Linked DNA regions of Sus scrofa: region 2 is linked to region 1. The links are chromatin contacts, called in public Hi-C maps. All regions are on one chromosome and are shown on one strand. Each heading gives the region's core, a stretch centred on a gene start, on an enhancer-like site or on the middle of the called end of the contact. The rest is flanking DNA. Distances are from core to core; before and after follow the strand shown.

The links. A called contact is a pair of places that touch in the nucleus more often than the background predicts.
Region 2: a Hi-C map of liver shows a contact between it and region 1, with 6 times the contacts expected there. The contact joins the promoter of ADH1C here to the enhancer-like site in region 1. A contact is called at or near these places in 5 of 47 Hi-C or Micro-C datasets (heart right ventricle, liver, skeletal muscle and 1 more).

What each region holds. Positions count from the first base shown.
Region 1 is chr8:120,997,876-121,005,663 of Sscrofa11.1, reverse strand. The region is part of intron 5 of C8H4orf17; the gene reads left to right. Among named protein-coding and RNA genes, the nearest start is that of ADH1C, 88 kb to the left of the region's middle. Within about 2 kb of position 1,498, at least 5 of the 83 cell types and tissues checked have an H3K27ac peak or open chromatin away from gene starts, as enhancers often do. A contact at or near this core is called in liver, where this site is marked.
Region 2 is chr8:121,085,887-121,093,221 of Sscrofa11.1, reverse strand. It overlaps ADH1C (alcohol dehydrogenase 1C (class I), gamma polypeptide), which reads right to left and starts at 3,803. Exons shown (of 9, transcript NM_001243939.1): 1 at 3,723-3,803; 2 at 716-817. The coding sequence starts at 3,740. The region is part of intron 4 of C8H4orf17; the gene reads left to right.

The sequences.
Region 1 (7,788 bases), core at 249-2,748:
TTTTCTATGTCTGTGTGTCTGTTTCTGTTTTGTAAATAAGTTCATTTGTATTTTTTTTTAGATTCCTCATATTAGTGATATCATATGATATTTATCTTTCTACGCTAACTTAATTCAATTACTTTGATAATCTCTAGGTCCATCCATGTTGCTGCAAATGGTATTATTTCTTTTTCATGGCTGAGTAGTATTCAATTATATATATGCACTGTATCTTCTTTATCCATTCCTCTATCCATGGACATTTAGGTTGCTTCCATGTCTTGGCTATTACAAACAGTGCTGCTATGAACATGGTGGTGGATGTATCTTTTCAAATTATAGTTTTCTCTGAATATATGTGCAAAAGTGGGATTGCTGGATCATATGGTAACTCTACTTTTAGCTTTTTGAGGAATCTCCATTCTGTCCTCCATAGTGGCTACCCCAATTTACATTTCCACCAACAGTGTAGAATGAGTCCCTGTTCTCTTCACCCTCTCCAAAATTTGATATTTTTAGACATTTTGATGAGGGCCATTCTGACTGGCATGAGGTGGTACCTCACTGAGGTTTTGATTTGCATTTCTCTAATAATTAGCAAGGTGGTAATTCCAATAATAAATTCCTAATAATTAGCAAGATCATTTCATGTGCCTGTTGGCTATCTGTATGTATTTTGAGAAATGTCTGTTTAAGTCTTCTGCCTATTTTTGGATTGGTTTTTTTGTTGTTGTTATTGAATTATATGAGCTATTTGTATATTTTGGAAATTAAGCCCTTGTTGATTGCATTGTTTGCAAATATTTGTTCACAGGTTGTATTTTTGTTTTATTTGTGGTTTCCTTTGCTGTGAAAAAGCTTACAAGTTCGATTAGGTCCCATTTGTTTATTTTTGTTTTTATTTCTATTGCTTTAGGAGAGTAACCTAAGAAAACACTGGCACAATTTATGTCATAGAATATTTTCCTATGGTGTCTTGTAGGTGTTTTATGGTGTCTTATATATGTCTTTAAGTCATTTTGAGTTTATTTTTGTGTATAGTCTGAGGGTGTGTTCCAATTTCATTGGTTAAATGCATCTGTCCAGCTTTTCCGACACCACTAACTGGTGGTAGGGAAAAGAAAGAAGAGACTGTCTTTTCTCTATGGTATATTCTTGCCCCCTTTGTCAAAGATCAAATGACCATAGATGTATAGGTTTAGACCAATTTTAGAGATGGGGGATTAAGATACAATTTAAATGAGCCTCAAAGGTAATCTCAAAGGGGAAGTGATGTGCTACTTGAGTGACCAATGAAAAGTATGTGTAGTTTGTGGAAGTGTCTATAAAACAGCTGAAAAAAGGGAAGGATGATGAAAAGGAGGGGAAAGAAAGGGAAAGGAAACAAGCTGGAAGGAGACGAGTTGAATGAGTCCTAATCCTAACCCAAGGAGCAGAGATTAGCACAAAGCCCTTATTGACTTGCTTACCCACACACAGAAACAACCTCAAAGAGAAGGGCGGGCTCTTCAACAATACGAACTGCCAGGCAGAGCCAGGCTAACACGATTTAACAAACTCTTGGGTAAACATACCCAGGTCATAGTCCATGGTTCTTCTGCCTCTTTTTCTGATCAGCTGTATCCTCAGAGTCAAACTCACTTTCTCCCCTTGTTGTCATCACCTGGGCTCTGTGGAGCCCAAACTAACCAGTAAAATGCTGTAAGAAAAATTTAGATTGAAGGCAAAACAGACTAGAGTTTGCATTTCAGGTTTGCTGGCTATGAAACTATAGGCAGATGACTTAATTTCTTGTACCCACTTTTTTCTCATCTGCTAAGTGGAGGAGATAGTGTCTTTCTTGTAGGGAGACTACACTGAACAGAGCTTAAGAGCTCAATCTCTGGACTCTGACGTCCATTTGAGAATGTCTTTAACGTTGATAAGTTACCTAATTTTTGCAAGACTTAATTTCTTCATCTATAAGATAACACTAATAGCACTTATTTCACAAAATGGTTATGAGAATTTAATGAGATTCTGTATATGAAATTTTAAAAATGTTATTGAAGTATAGTTGTTTTTATAAGATTGATAATTTCTGCTGCACAACAAAGTGATTCAGTCATACATATACACATATCCATTCTCTCTCAAACTCTTTTTCCAACATAGATTACCACAGAATATTGGGTAGAGTTCTCTGTGCTATATAGCAGGTGCCCATTGGCCAATCATTCCATATATCTCAGTGTGTATTTGCCAATCCCAAAACCCCCAGTCCATCCCTCCCACGCCCTCCCCTAATCTCTCTCCTTCGGTGACCATAAGTTTCTCAAGGTCTGTGAATCTGTTTCTGTTCTGCAAATAAGTTTATTTGTATTTTTTTTTAGATTCCACATATGAGTGATATCATATGATGTTTGTCTTTCACTAGTTAGTCTAACTTCACTTAGAATGATGATCTCTAGTTCCATCCATGTTGCTGCAAATGGCATTATTTCATTTCTTTTCATGGATGAGTAATACCCCATTGAATATATGTACCACAACTTCTTTGTCCATTCCTCTGTTGATGGACATTTAGGTTGCTTCAATGTCTTGGCTATTGTAAATAGTGCTGCAATGAATATTGGGATACATGCATCTTTACAAATTATGGTTTTCTTCATATAGATGTGCAGGAGTGGGATTGCTGGATCATATGGTATTTCTATTTTTAGTTTTTTTTTAGGAATCTCCATGCTATTTTCCATAGTGGTTGCACCAATTTACATTCCCACCAACAGTGTAAGAAGGTTCCCTTTTCTCTACACCCTCTCAAGCATTTATTGTTTGTAGACTTTTTGATGAAGACCATTCTGACTGGTGTAAGGTGTTAACTCATTCTAGTTTTGATTTGCATTTCTCTTATAATTAGTGATGTTGAGCATCTTTTCATGTGCCTGTTGATAGTACATAGGTCTTGCTTTGGAGAAATGTCTGTTTAAATCTTCTTTCCATTTTTTGATTGGGTTTTTTTATATTGAACTGAAGGAGATGTTTGTATATTTTGGAGATTAAACCCTTGTCAGTTACTTCATTTGCCAATGTATTCTCCCTTGTGTGGGTTGTCTTTTCATTCTGTTTGTGGTTTCCTTTGCTGTGCAAAAACTTTTAAATTTATTTAGGTCCCCTTTATTTCTTTTTGTTTTTATTGTCATTACTCTGGGAGGCAGATCTGAGCAGACATTGCTATGGTTTATGTCACAGAGTGTTTGGCGTATTTTTTTCTCTAAAAGTTTTACAGTATCCTGTCTTTCATTTAGGTCTTTAATCCATTTTGAGTTTATTTTTGTGTATGGTGTTAGAGAGTGTTCTAACTTCATTCTTTTGCATGTAGCTGTCCAATTTTCCCAGCACCACTTACTAAAGAGACTGTCTTTTCTCCATTTTATATTCTTGTCTCCTTTGTCATAGATTAATTGACCATAGGTGCTTGGGTGTATTTCTGGGCTTTCTATCCTGTTCCATTGATCTATATTTCTGTTTTTGTGCCAGTACTATATTGTGTTTATGACTGTAGTTTGTAGTATAGTCTGAAGTCAGGAAGCCTGATTCATCCAGCTCCATTTTTCTTTCTCAGGACTGCTTGAGCTATTTGGGGTCTTTTGTGTTTCCATACAAATTTAAATTTTTTAAATATAATTCTGTGAAAAATGTCATTGGTAATTTGATATGGATTGTGTTGAATCTGTAGATTGCCTGGGTAGTATGCTCATTTTGACAATACTGGTTCTTCCAAATCAAGAGCATGGTATATCTTTCCATTTGTTTGTGTCATCCTTGATTTCTTTCATCAGCATCTTATAGTTTTCAGAATACAGGTCCTTTATCTGTTTAGGTAGGTTTATTTCTAGGTATTTTATTCTTTTTGATATAATGGTAAATGGGATTGTTTCCCTAATTTCTCTTTCTGGTATTTCATTGTTAATGTATAGAAAGGCAGTTGATTTCTATGTATTGATTTTGTATTCTTCAGCTTTATCAAATTCATTGATGAGCTCTAACAGTTTTTTGGTAGCATCTTTAGGATTTTGTAGGTATAGTGTCATGTCATCTGCAAACAGTGATAGTTTTACTTCTTTCTTTCCAATTTGGATTCCATTTATTTCTTTTTCTTCTCTTATTGCTAGCTAGGACTTCCAAAACTATGTTGAGTAGAAGTGGCAAGAGTGGACATTCTTGTCTTATTCTTGATCTTAACGGGAATTCTTTCAGCTCTTCGCCATTGAGAATGACTTTAGCTGTGGGTTTGTCATATACAGCCTTTATTATGTTGACATAGGTTCTCTCTATACCCACTTTCTGAAGGGTTTTTATCAGAAGTGGGTTTTGGATTTTGTCAAAGGCTTTTTCTGCCATCTATTGAGAGGACCACACAGTTTTATTCTTCAATGTGTTAATGTGGTGTATTACACTGATTGATATTGAAAAATCCTTGCATCCCTGGGATAAATCCCACTTGATTATGGTATATGATCCTTTTAATATATTGCTGGATTCCTTTTGCTAGTATTTTGTTGAAGATTTTTACATCTATGTTCATCAGTGAAATTGGCCTGTAGTTTTCTTTTTTTATGGTATCTTTATCTGGTTTTCATATCAGGGTGATGGTGGTCTAATGGAATAACTTTGGGAGACTTCCTTCCTCTGCAATTTTTTTGAGGTTTCAGCAGGGTAGGTATTAATTCACCAGTGAATTCTATCAAATATTATTATATTTCAACCCTTATTATATTATATATAATATATATTATATTTCAACCCTTTTTTTGTTGAAAGTTTTAAAATCACACTTTCAATTTCCGTACTTGTGATTGGTCCATTCGTCTTTTCTATTTCTTCCTGGTTTAGTCTTAGAAGATTGTACCTTTTAAGAATTTGTCCATTTCCTCTAGGTTGTCCATTTTATTGGCATATAGTTGCTTGCAGTAGCCATCTCTTACAATTCTTTGTATTTCTGTGATGTCCATTGTAACTTCTCCTTTTTCAATTCTAACTTTATTGGTTTGAGTCCTCTATCTTTTTCTTGATGAGTCTGGTTAAGGGTTTATCCATTTTGTTGATTTTTTTCTAAAGAAGCAGCTTTAAAGTTTCATTGATCTATTCTATGGTTTTCTTCATTTCTATTTCATCTACCACTGCTCTGATCTTTATGATTTCTTTCCTTCTACCCACTTTGGGTTTTGTTTGTTCTTCTTTACCAGTTTTTTTAGGTGTGAGATTAGGTTGTTTATTTGAGATTTTTCCTGTTTCCTGAGGTAGGCTTGTACTGCTATAAATTTCCCTCTTTGAACTGCTTTTGCTGCATGCCATAAATTTTGGATTATTGTGTATTTATTGTCATTTCTCTCTAGGTATTTTTTCACTTCCTCTTGATTTCCTCAGTAATCTATTGGTTGTTTAGTAGTATGTTGTTTAATCTCCATGGGTTTTTTTTCATTTTTTTCCTTGTCATTGATTTCTAGTCTTCGAGCATTGTAGTTGGAAAAGATCCTTAATATGATTTCAATTTTCTTAAATTTACTAAGGCTTGATTTGTGGCCCAGAATGTGATCTATCTTAGAAAATATTCCAGGTGTGCTTGAGAAGAATATGTACTCTACTGCTGTGGGTGGAAAATTCTATAAATATCTATTAAGTCTAATGCATCATTTAAGGCCTGTGTTTCCTTGTGAATTTTCTGTCTTGATGATCTGTCCACTGCTGTTAATGGGGTGTTAAAGTCTCCCACTATTATTGTGTTATGGTCAATTTTTCCTTTAAAGGCTGTTAGCAGTTGCCTTATACATTGAAGTGCTCCTTTGTTGGGTGCGTATGTATTTACAATTGTTGTATCTTCTTGGATTAACCTTTTGATCATTATGCAGTGTTCTTCTTTGTTTCTTATAATATTCTTTCTTGAAGTCTATTTTGTCTGATATGAGTATTGACATACTCATATTAACTATTCCAGCTTTCTTTTATTTACATTTGCATGGAATATCTTCCTCCATCCTCTCATTTTGTTTGTATATGTCCTTAGAACTGAAGTGGATCTTTTGTAGACAAAGATATATGGGTCTTGTTTTTGTCTCCTTTTGGCCATGTCTTTTGGTTGGAGCATAGTCCATTTACATTTAAGGTTATTATCAAATGTAAGTTCTTATTGCCATTTTGTTAATTGTTTTGGATTTTTTTTTGTTGGTCTTTTTTCTTCCCTTGCGGTTTGATGACTATCTTTAGTGTTGTGCTTGGATTGATTTTTCTTGTTCGTTTGTGTATCTATTGTAGGTTTTTTGTTTATGGTTACCATGAGGTTTTCATATAGGAGTTTATATATACAAAATTGTTTTAAGTTGCTGATCTCTTACTTGCAAATGCATCTTAATATTGTGCATCTCTAATATCCTCCTCTTCTTATGATTGCTGGTTTTGGTATCATATTTTGGTGTGGATGATTTCCTAGCTTTGCTATATGTTTGTCTTTATCAGTGAGCCTTCTCATGTATAATTTTCTTGTTTCTGGTTGTGGCTTTTTCTTTTCCACCTAGAGAAGTTCCTTTAGTATTTGTTGCAAAGATGGTTTAGTGGTGCTGAGATTAGAGGCAGCTGTGTTCCTAGAGGGTCTTTAGGCAGCCTGTTTTCTGATGGGTGGGGATGTGTTCCCACCCAGATTATTGTTTGTCCTGGGGATTCTCAGTCCTGATGGGTGGTGCCATATTTTTCCAAAATGGCCATCTTCAGGGGAGCTCACACTGATGAATATTCCCAGGACCTCTGCCTCCAATGTCCTGCCTACACAGGTGAGACACAGCTAATCCCTGCTTTCCCAGGAGATCCTCCAAGACACATGCGTAGGTCTGACCCAGATTCTTAAGGAGTCCCTGCTTTTCCCTGGGACCCAGTGCACATGGAATCCTTTATGCGCCCTCCAAGAGTGGAGTCTGTTTCCCCCAGTCCTGTGGAGCTCCTGCACACACCTCTCACTGGCCTTCAATGCCAAATGCTCTGGGGGCTCCTCCTCCCAATACCAGAACTCCAGTCTGGGGAACCTGATGTGGGATTCAGAACTCCCACTCCTATGGGAGAGCCTCTGTAATGTAGTTATTTTCCAGCCTGTGGTCACCCACCCAGCAGGTATAGGATTGCTTATATCGTGAAAGCACCCCTCCTACTATCTCAATGAAGCTTCTTCATCTTTGGGTGTGAGATATCTTTTTTGGTAGTTTCCAGTCTATTTTATTGTTGGTTGTTCTGCAGTTACTTGTAAGTTTGGTGTTTTCACAAGAGAAAGTGAGCTTAAGTCCTTTGACTCCACCATGTCGTCCCAATCCCCAAAGTTTCTTAATGTTATATATGAAACTTTTGACACATTCTCTGACAAATGATTAAGGATCAACAAGTGTAGCTTTTATTATTATTACTGAAGATGAGTGATAAGCCTGGCATAGTGTAGCCCAGAGCATGGTAACTACCCTTAATAGGATACATATGTTTAGCTCTGAGTAATTTATATGCACATTATTTTCTCTGAGCTTCCAATCTTATGTGTATATTCAATGATGAAAGGCTAGTTTTCTAGTTCTTTTCTCTTTAGATAAATCAGCTGTCACACAGAGATAATAGGGGGGTATCAAGGTATGGGTAAAATCTTAAGCAAGACTGAATGCTGCCTCATGCTCTTTTGAAATCTAGCTGGGCAGAAAGCAGTGGATAGAATATTGTCTCTTAACATTCATGTCCACCAGCACCTCAGAATATGACCTTATCTGAAAATAGGGTCTTTGCAGATATGAAGTAAAT
Region 2 (7,335 bases), core at 2,554-5,053, 85 kb before region 1:
CAAGTATTACTCAGCCTCCTCTACTTTCCTTTCATGCATTAAACAATTTGGAATAATCTGTGAAATATTGTTCCTGAAATATTTAAGTCTTACATAATATACAAGAATGTACCCCCCTTTTCTTTTGTCTTTTGTCTTTTGTCCTTTTAGGGCCACACCCTTGGGATACAGAGGTTCCTAAGCTAGGGGTCTAACTGGAGCTGTTGCTGCCGGCCTACGCCAGAGCCACAGCAAGGCCAGATCTGAGCCGTGTCTGCACAGTTCACAGCAATGCCAGATCCTTAACCCACTGAGCGGGGCCAGGGATCGAACCTGCAACCTCATAGTTCCTAGTCAGATTTGTTTCCCCTGTGCCACGATGGGCGCTCCAAGAATGTATCCTTTTATAATAGAAGTAGAAAATGCGGATTAGCATAAAAAAAAATTCCACCATCTAAAGCTAGTTGATTTTGAAATCTTGCTATGTGTTTCTTTGTACTTTTTTCTGTACTAACATGTAAATTCTTTATTTTATTTTATTAGGATTGTACAGTATATACTCTTTGGTCTCTTTTAAAAATTTTAACAATGTGTATTTACATATTTCCTTGATAACAAATATAATTCCACTGTCTGGATGACCATGTAAAAATCTTAATGAATTTTGGTTATCTTCACTGTTACTCTCTGAAATTTTTAAACCTAAAATTAAGTAGACGTGAAGAAAATATTTTACCTTAATACGAACTTCATAGGCCTTCGGGGGTGCGACCTCCACCTCCTCAATGGAAAATGGTTTCTCGAGCTCCCATAGCACAGCTGCTTTGCATTTTATTACCTGGAAATTGAACAGACAGATGATACTGGTATTTCCTCACCCCGAAGTCAGAGATTTTGTCTCTCATCTTTTTACATGCAACATCTAGCCCCTTTTCTGATGCAACATCTAGCCCCATGTCTGGAACCTAACATTGTTTCATAAAAATGAAGAACCTCTGATTTACGAAAAGAATAAAAGTAACTTTTTATAAAAAATATAAAAAGTTACTTAAAGAGAAACAGAACTAACTATAATGAAACATTGAGTTTAAATGGAATATATTATTTTATGAAGAAAGAATGCCATGTTTTTTTCTCTAAGCATTGTTAATTATTTCTATTTCCTAGTGTCCTGGAATTGGCTGTTTACACCAAACTGTTGGCTTATACATTAAATTCTAAATCACCGTGATTTTGCTGACTGTTCATGTGAAACTGATTGTCCTCTTGCTCAATTATCCACTTAAACCAAAATAGTCTGAGTTTGATTCCAGTTACATGCTTGCCTTCCTGCTGAGGGTTTCTCTTTCTCTATGTGCCTATTTTGTTCCTTTGATTTTTCTCTCTCCACTCCTTCTGTGTGCTACTTCTTTGCATTACTCATTTGAAAGTTAGATTTGGCAGCTCTGTTGTGCAACATAATTTATGTATAGCGATTTCTTCCAGAGCCAAAAACTGCAGAGCTAAAGCTACACACATAAACACACACACTTAAAAATGAGAGAACTATGTGCCTGACATTTTAGCTAGCATAGCTTCCCTACAGATGTTCTTACAAATAAAAGTTGAACACATATTTTCAGTGCTTCAGAATGTAGTATAGGACTTTTCATTTTTGCCAAGCTTGTATAGTTGGGTGTTTTCTTCTAGAGAGAACTGAAATACTGCAACAATCAAAATTTCAGTTGAAATTTATCTGATAATTTATTGTCATTATTTATATGCCAGATCCTCCTACTTTGCAGAGTGTTTGTCATGGTCAGTGACACAATAAATATGAGCGTACTTGGAAATAACACACCAGTGGTAGATAGGTGTTGATTATTGGGTGCCGATGATGTAGCAGTCACACATGGAGGCACTGGGTGACTTATATGCTTGACGTTTAAACTTCAAGAGGCAGTATTACTGAATTATTAGTCTTATTTTACTGATGAAAAGATTGAGGCACAATTGACTCAGTAATTAGCTAAGTACTTTAACTAAAGTCACAAAGCTGTCTGTCCAGAGAATTAATATCCCACTTTATCTTTTCATTACTCCACAGTAGTAAAAGATTAACAAAAGATTCAGGTTAACAGTAACAACAATAATAATAATATCAATGACTAATATTGAATTATTTCTATGTACTAGGCACTATTATAAATGCTCTCCAATATTAAATTTTCACAACTACCTTATAAAGTAGGTATTATTACTGTTGCCATTTAGCCTCTGAAGAAAATATAATGCAGGCAAGAGTAACCATAAATGAAGTGTTGTAAAGATAAAAGTTTTCGATGTTGCACCTGAGGGGAAAAGATTGATAGCCTATAATTTATGATTTTCATTAATATATTTGGTTTATCCTTTTGCTCCCTAATTCATTATTTATTTATTTTATTATTTATTTATTTATTTTTTGTCTTTCTGTCTTTTCTAGGGCCGCACCCACGGCATATGGAGGGTCCCAGGCTAGGGGTCTAATTGGAGCTATAGCCACCGGCCTACACCAGAGCCACAGCAGCGCCAGATCCAAGCTGCGTCTGCGACCTACACCACAGCTCACGGCAACGCTGGATCCTTAACCCACTGAGCGAGGCCAGGGATCGAACCCGCAACCTCATGGTTCCTAGTTGGATTAGTTAACCACTGAGCCATGATGGGAATTCCTCATTATTTCTTTTAAGCTGGGTTTCAGCAAGTTTAATTTTTCTTTTTCCTGTCTATTCTTCATTTGGAATGTAATAGGCCATTGCAATGCTAATCGGCAATGAATGAAAATAGTCAGAATAAGAACACTGACAATTGGTTACCCCTGTGATTTCCAGTCAGTCTTTTTGATATAAGCCTGTAGTGTCATGTTGTGTGTAGAAACTCAGAAGCTTTCAATAGTTATTGTAGCAAGATATTATATTGTACAATTCACTCCTAACACAGCAAAACCTACTGGAAACAGTTACACAGACTTTTGTCAGTAAGCAAAAGTCTTAAAATTGTATTGTATTTAATAACTACATGCATTTCTTTGCATGTGTAAGCACAGTGAACAAATAAATATGAATCTGTGGAAGACTTAGAACCAGATATTTCTGTTCCCAGTGCTAATAAGTGATTCAAACTGTATCAGTATTAATTTTGTTTTGTAAAATCACATTGACTTTATTATGGGAAAGATATTCTATAGGATTTCTATGGCAATTTCTTGAATTGTGCCTTTTAAAGCAGAATTTGCATATTGATGTTAGTTTGCTTAGTCTTAATCATTCTAATGCTTTGAGAGCAGTGAAACTTTTGTCACACTTAACTTTCCTGTATTCATAAAAAGAATATGATTACAAAGAATAGCACATTTAAATTATGGTTTCTTACTATAAAGAAAACTTTCTTAATATAAAGATAACTTCTTGATTAAAAACATTTCATTTTAATTTTAGATTTGCAAATTACTCATGATCGTTTATAACTACTGCACATTTATTTAATATAGACTTTAATAGGTATAGATTCTATACATATTTGTTAAAGACATTTAAGAATAATTCACTTCAACTGTAGTTTAATATGCATACATTGAAGCATATATTCTATGCTGTATTTCAGTATATATTGCTTCTCACTTGTATATGCATTTTAAATTATTCACTACATTCTATAGCTCTTTGTGTATTATATGAATTAGAATATAATTCCAAAAGTAAAAAAAAAAAATTTTCCCTTACTTTTCCTGCTGTGCTCATGTTTCTGCTTTCTCTGCAGGCCAGGAGATGTGAATTCTTGCAGATTCTCCTCTGCTCAAGTACGTACAGCAGATATATTGAGCAGATTTTTATTTGCTTGAGTAACACCTAGTTCCACACATGTGATCTGGGATCTTTAAGCCACACCCACCAGCGTATTCTCAGACCAAGTCAAATCAGGAAGAAAGGGCACTGAATCAGCACTCATAGACTTTTTTGGCAATATGATGATTTCAGGTTACATATTGACTTAATTAGGTTAAATATTTCCATATATATATAAATATTTATATTTATCTTTTTCCTGGATGCCATACTTCTCTTAGTTCCACACAGAGTGTTCAGAGTTCTCTTTTCCCTTTGTGTGAACTAAGCTCCAATTTCTAATCCACATGATTCAGTGAGGAAGGAGGAGAAGTCAGAAAGCAACACAAATAACATGGAGAGAGAGCTACAAGCCTGAGGCAGATGTTTGCTCCAGCACTCTCTTCTCACCATAGAGACATCAGATACCAATCAGTGACAGCAAAGGTACTAAACGTTTCTGGCACTTCTGTTCCACTCAGTATCAGTCAGCACTGACTGAGAACCTCTCTATCCTAGATACTCGGGTGGGTACAGTGGTGTGACAATCATGGATAAGAGGTGGCCTCTACTTGAACCAAGAGGCTGTATGGGACAGTGGTTATGGCATGGCTTTGGATTTGAGCAGACCCTATCCTTACCAGCTGTGTGAACTTGGGCTTATTCAACTGTCCTTGGCCATAGTTTCCCTCTCTGTAAAGTGAGGATGAATAGTAGGACCCCTGAAAGGGTTGTTTGATGAACAAATGAGATAATACTTTAGAACATATATCAGGGATCCTGACAAACAGGACAGCCTTTAATAAATACTAGCTACAATGATTATGCATAAAAGTAAAATCACAGTCTATAGGGGGAAAAGATACAGGCAAGTCAGACCATCTGGGATATTCTAGATCAGAGGGAGGGCATTCTGACTGAAGAACTCCTAGGATGCTTTTTAGAGAGAAGATATTTAAGTTAGAAACAAAATAATGCCATTTTCAGCAACATGGATGGAACTAGAGACTCTCATACTGAGTGAACTCAGTCAGAAAGAGAAAGACAAATACCATATGATATCACATATATCTGAAATCTAATATACAGCACAAATGAACCTTTCCACAGAAAAGAAAATCATGGACTTGGAGAACAGACTTGTGGTTGCCAAGGGGGAGGGGGAGGGGGTGGGATGCATGGGGTGCTTGGGGATAATAGATGCAGACTGTTGCCTTTGGAATGGATTAGCAATGAGATTCTGCTGTGTAGCACTGGAAACTATGTCTGGTCACTTATGAAGGAGCATGGTAATATGAGAAAAAAGAATGTATACATGTATGTGTAACTGGGTCACCATACTGCACAGTAGAAAATTGACAGAACACTGCAAACCAGCTATAATGGAAAAAAATAAAAATCATTATTTAAAAACAAAACAAAAAAATAAAAATCATTATTTAAAAACAAAACAAAAAAAGAAACAAAGTACTGCTCATATTGCCAATTAGTCAAGAAAGCTCACTCTGCATGTCCATTGTCTTTGTCCCAAGAGTATGAGAAAGAGAATATGAGTTTGATTTTTAGTAAATCTCACATCTTTTACCAACAGTTGCAGAATATAGTGCATTCAACTACTTAATTAGATACAGTCTGTTAACATTCTCTGAAATTGTGAAGGAAACAACACTATTGTCTGTTTCTAACTTTACTGATGCAGGTGTAGAGAGCCATGGTAGGCCTACCCTATGACCACATAGCAGAGAGACAAGAAAGGTCTTTCACTTCAGTGTGGTCTCATAACTTGAAATGGCCCAACTTCTAGACAGTTGTCACCACCCTGCTCTTCCCTCATCTTAACTTGTGGAGGAGAACAAGGCAAAGAAAAGGAATCTGGGAGTTCCCGTCGTGGAGCAGTGGTTAACGAATCCGACTAGGAACCATGAGGTTGCGGGTTCTGTCCCTGCCCTTGCTCAGTGGGTTAACGATCCGGCGTTGCCGTGAGCTGTGGTGTAGGTTGCAGACGCGGCTCGGATCCTGCGTTGCTGTGCCTCTGGCGTAGGCCAGGGGCTACAGCTCCGATTCAACCCCTAGCCTGGGAACCTCCATATGCCGCGGGAGCGGCCCAAGAAATAGCAACAACAACAACAACAAAAGACAAAAAGACAAAAGACAAAAAAAAAAAAAAAAAAAAAAGAAAAAAGAAAAGGAATCTGACCACTTTTGAGAGATTCTGAGTAGTATCAAGGGGCCCATGTGTCCCAACCAATTAGAAAGACTCATTGGCTTGGTGTGTTTATAGGCTGATAGAAGGATAGGATATCAAGAATGATGTAAATTCTTAATAAATTTGTGGTTTATTTATGAGACATACATTTACAGGAAGTTAATGGCCACAATTTATTGATCACCTACCATGTTTCTAGAAATCCAATGAGTTTTTCATACATTCTAACATACAATCCTCAGAGCAGTCCTACAAGGAATATACTATTATTATTCCCATTTTACAGATTAAGTAAGAGAAGCTCAGAAATTATAGATCCCCAAATGTCCTTTCTAATTAGGTCAGAAATATTGGCTTTAAAAACATAAAGGTACTCAGGCTGGAGTTAATAAGAGTTCTAGTGTATGACTATAATAGGTAATTACATAAGCATCAAAGAATAAGAAGTGAATGGTATGGCTTGAAAAAGTGGAATATCAGAGCTAATTGACTATTTTGCATCTTTGATTCTCTGTCCATCTATCTGTCTGTCTGTTGGTCTCTCTCAGAACATAGCCTGGCCTAATTCTATATTTTTACCAAAGTCTCTCTGTTTAGCAGTTGAGTCAGATGTTGTCTTAGTCTGTCTGGGCTTCTATAACAAAAACATCAAAGACTGCTTAAACAATGCTTATTTCTCATAGTTCTGCAGGCTGGAGAATCCAAGGTCAAGGTGCTGGCCGATTCTGTGTCTGGTGAGAGCTTACTTCTTGTTCATAGCTGAGCATCTTTGTACTGTGTCCTCACGTGGTAGAAGACAAGAGAGCTCTCCAGGGCCTCTTTTATAAGGGCATTAATCTCATGAGGGTGCATCCTTCATGACCTAATCATCTCCCAAAGGCCCCACCTCCAAATACCATGTATTGGGGATTAGGTTCAAACGCTAATTTTAGAGGAACACAAACACTCCATCTATATCCGCAGTCCAGCCATGAACAATGTTAAAAACAGAGGGCTGACGTTATGCATCTGTAGAGAGCTACACCATCTCCAATGGTATCGTGAAGATGGCAAGTGGCAGTGGCACAATTCTAAGTGACATCTCTCTGATTCAGAAGCCCACATTCTTTCCACTGCTCTGTAAAAAGAAAGCAGGGTAGAACAGGGTTTAAGACATTTAGCTATCTATCCACTAAGGTAGCCTCACATTTTATAAGGCTTGAATAAGAAGACTTCAACTAGCAAAAATTTCAGAAATCATCCAGTCCAAATTCCTGATTTTATAGGCCAAATGACTTGGCAGAGCAATGCAGTTAATATTTACTT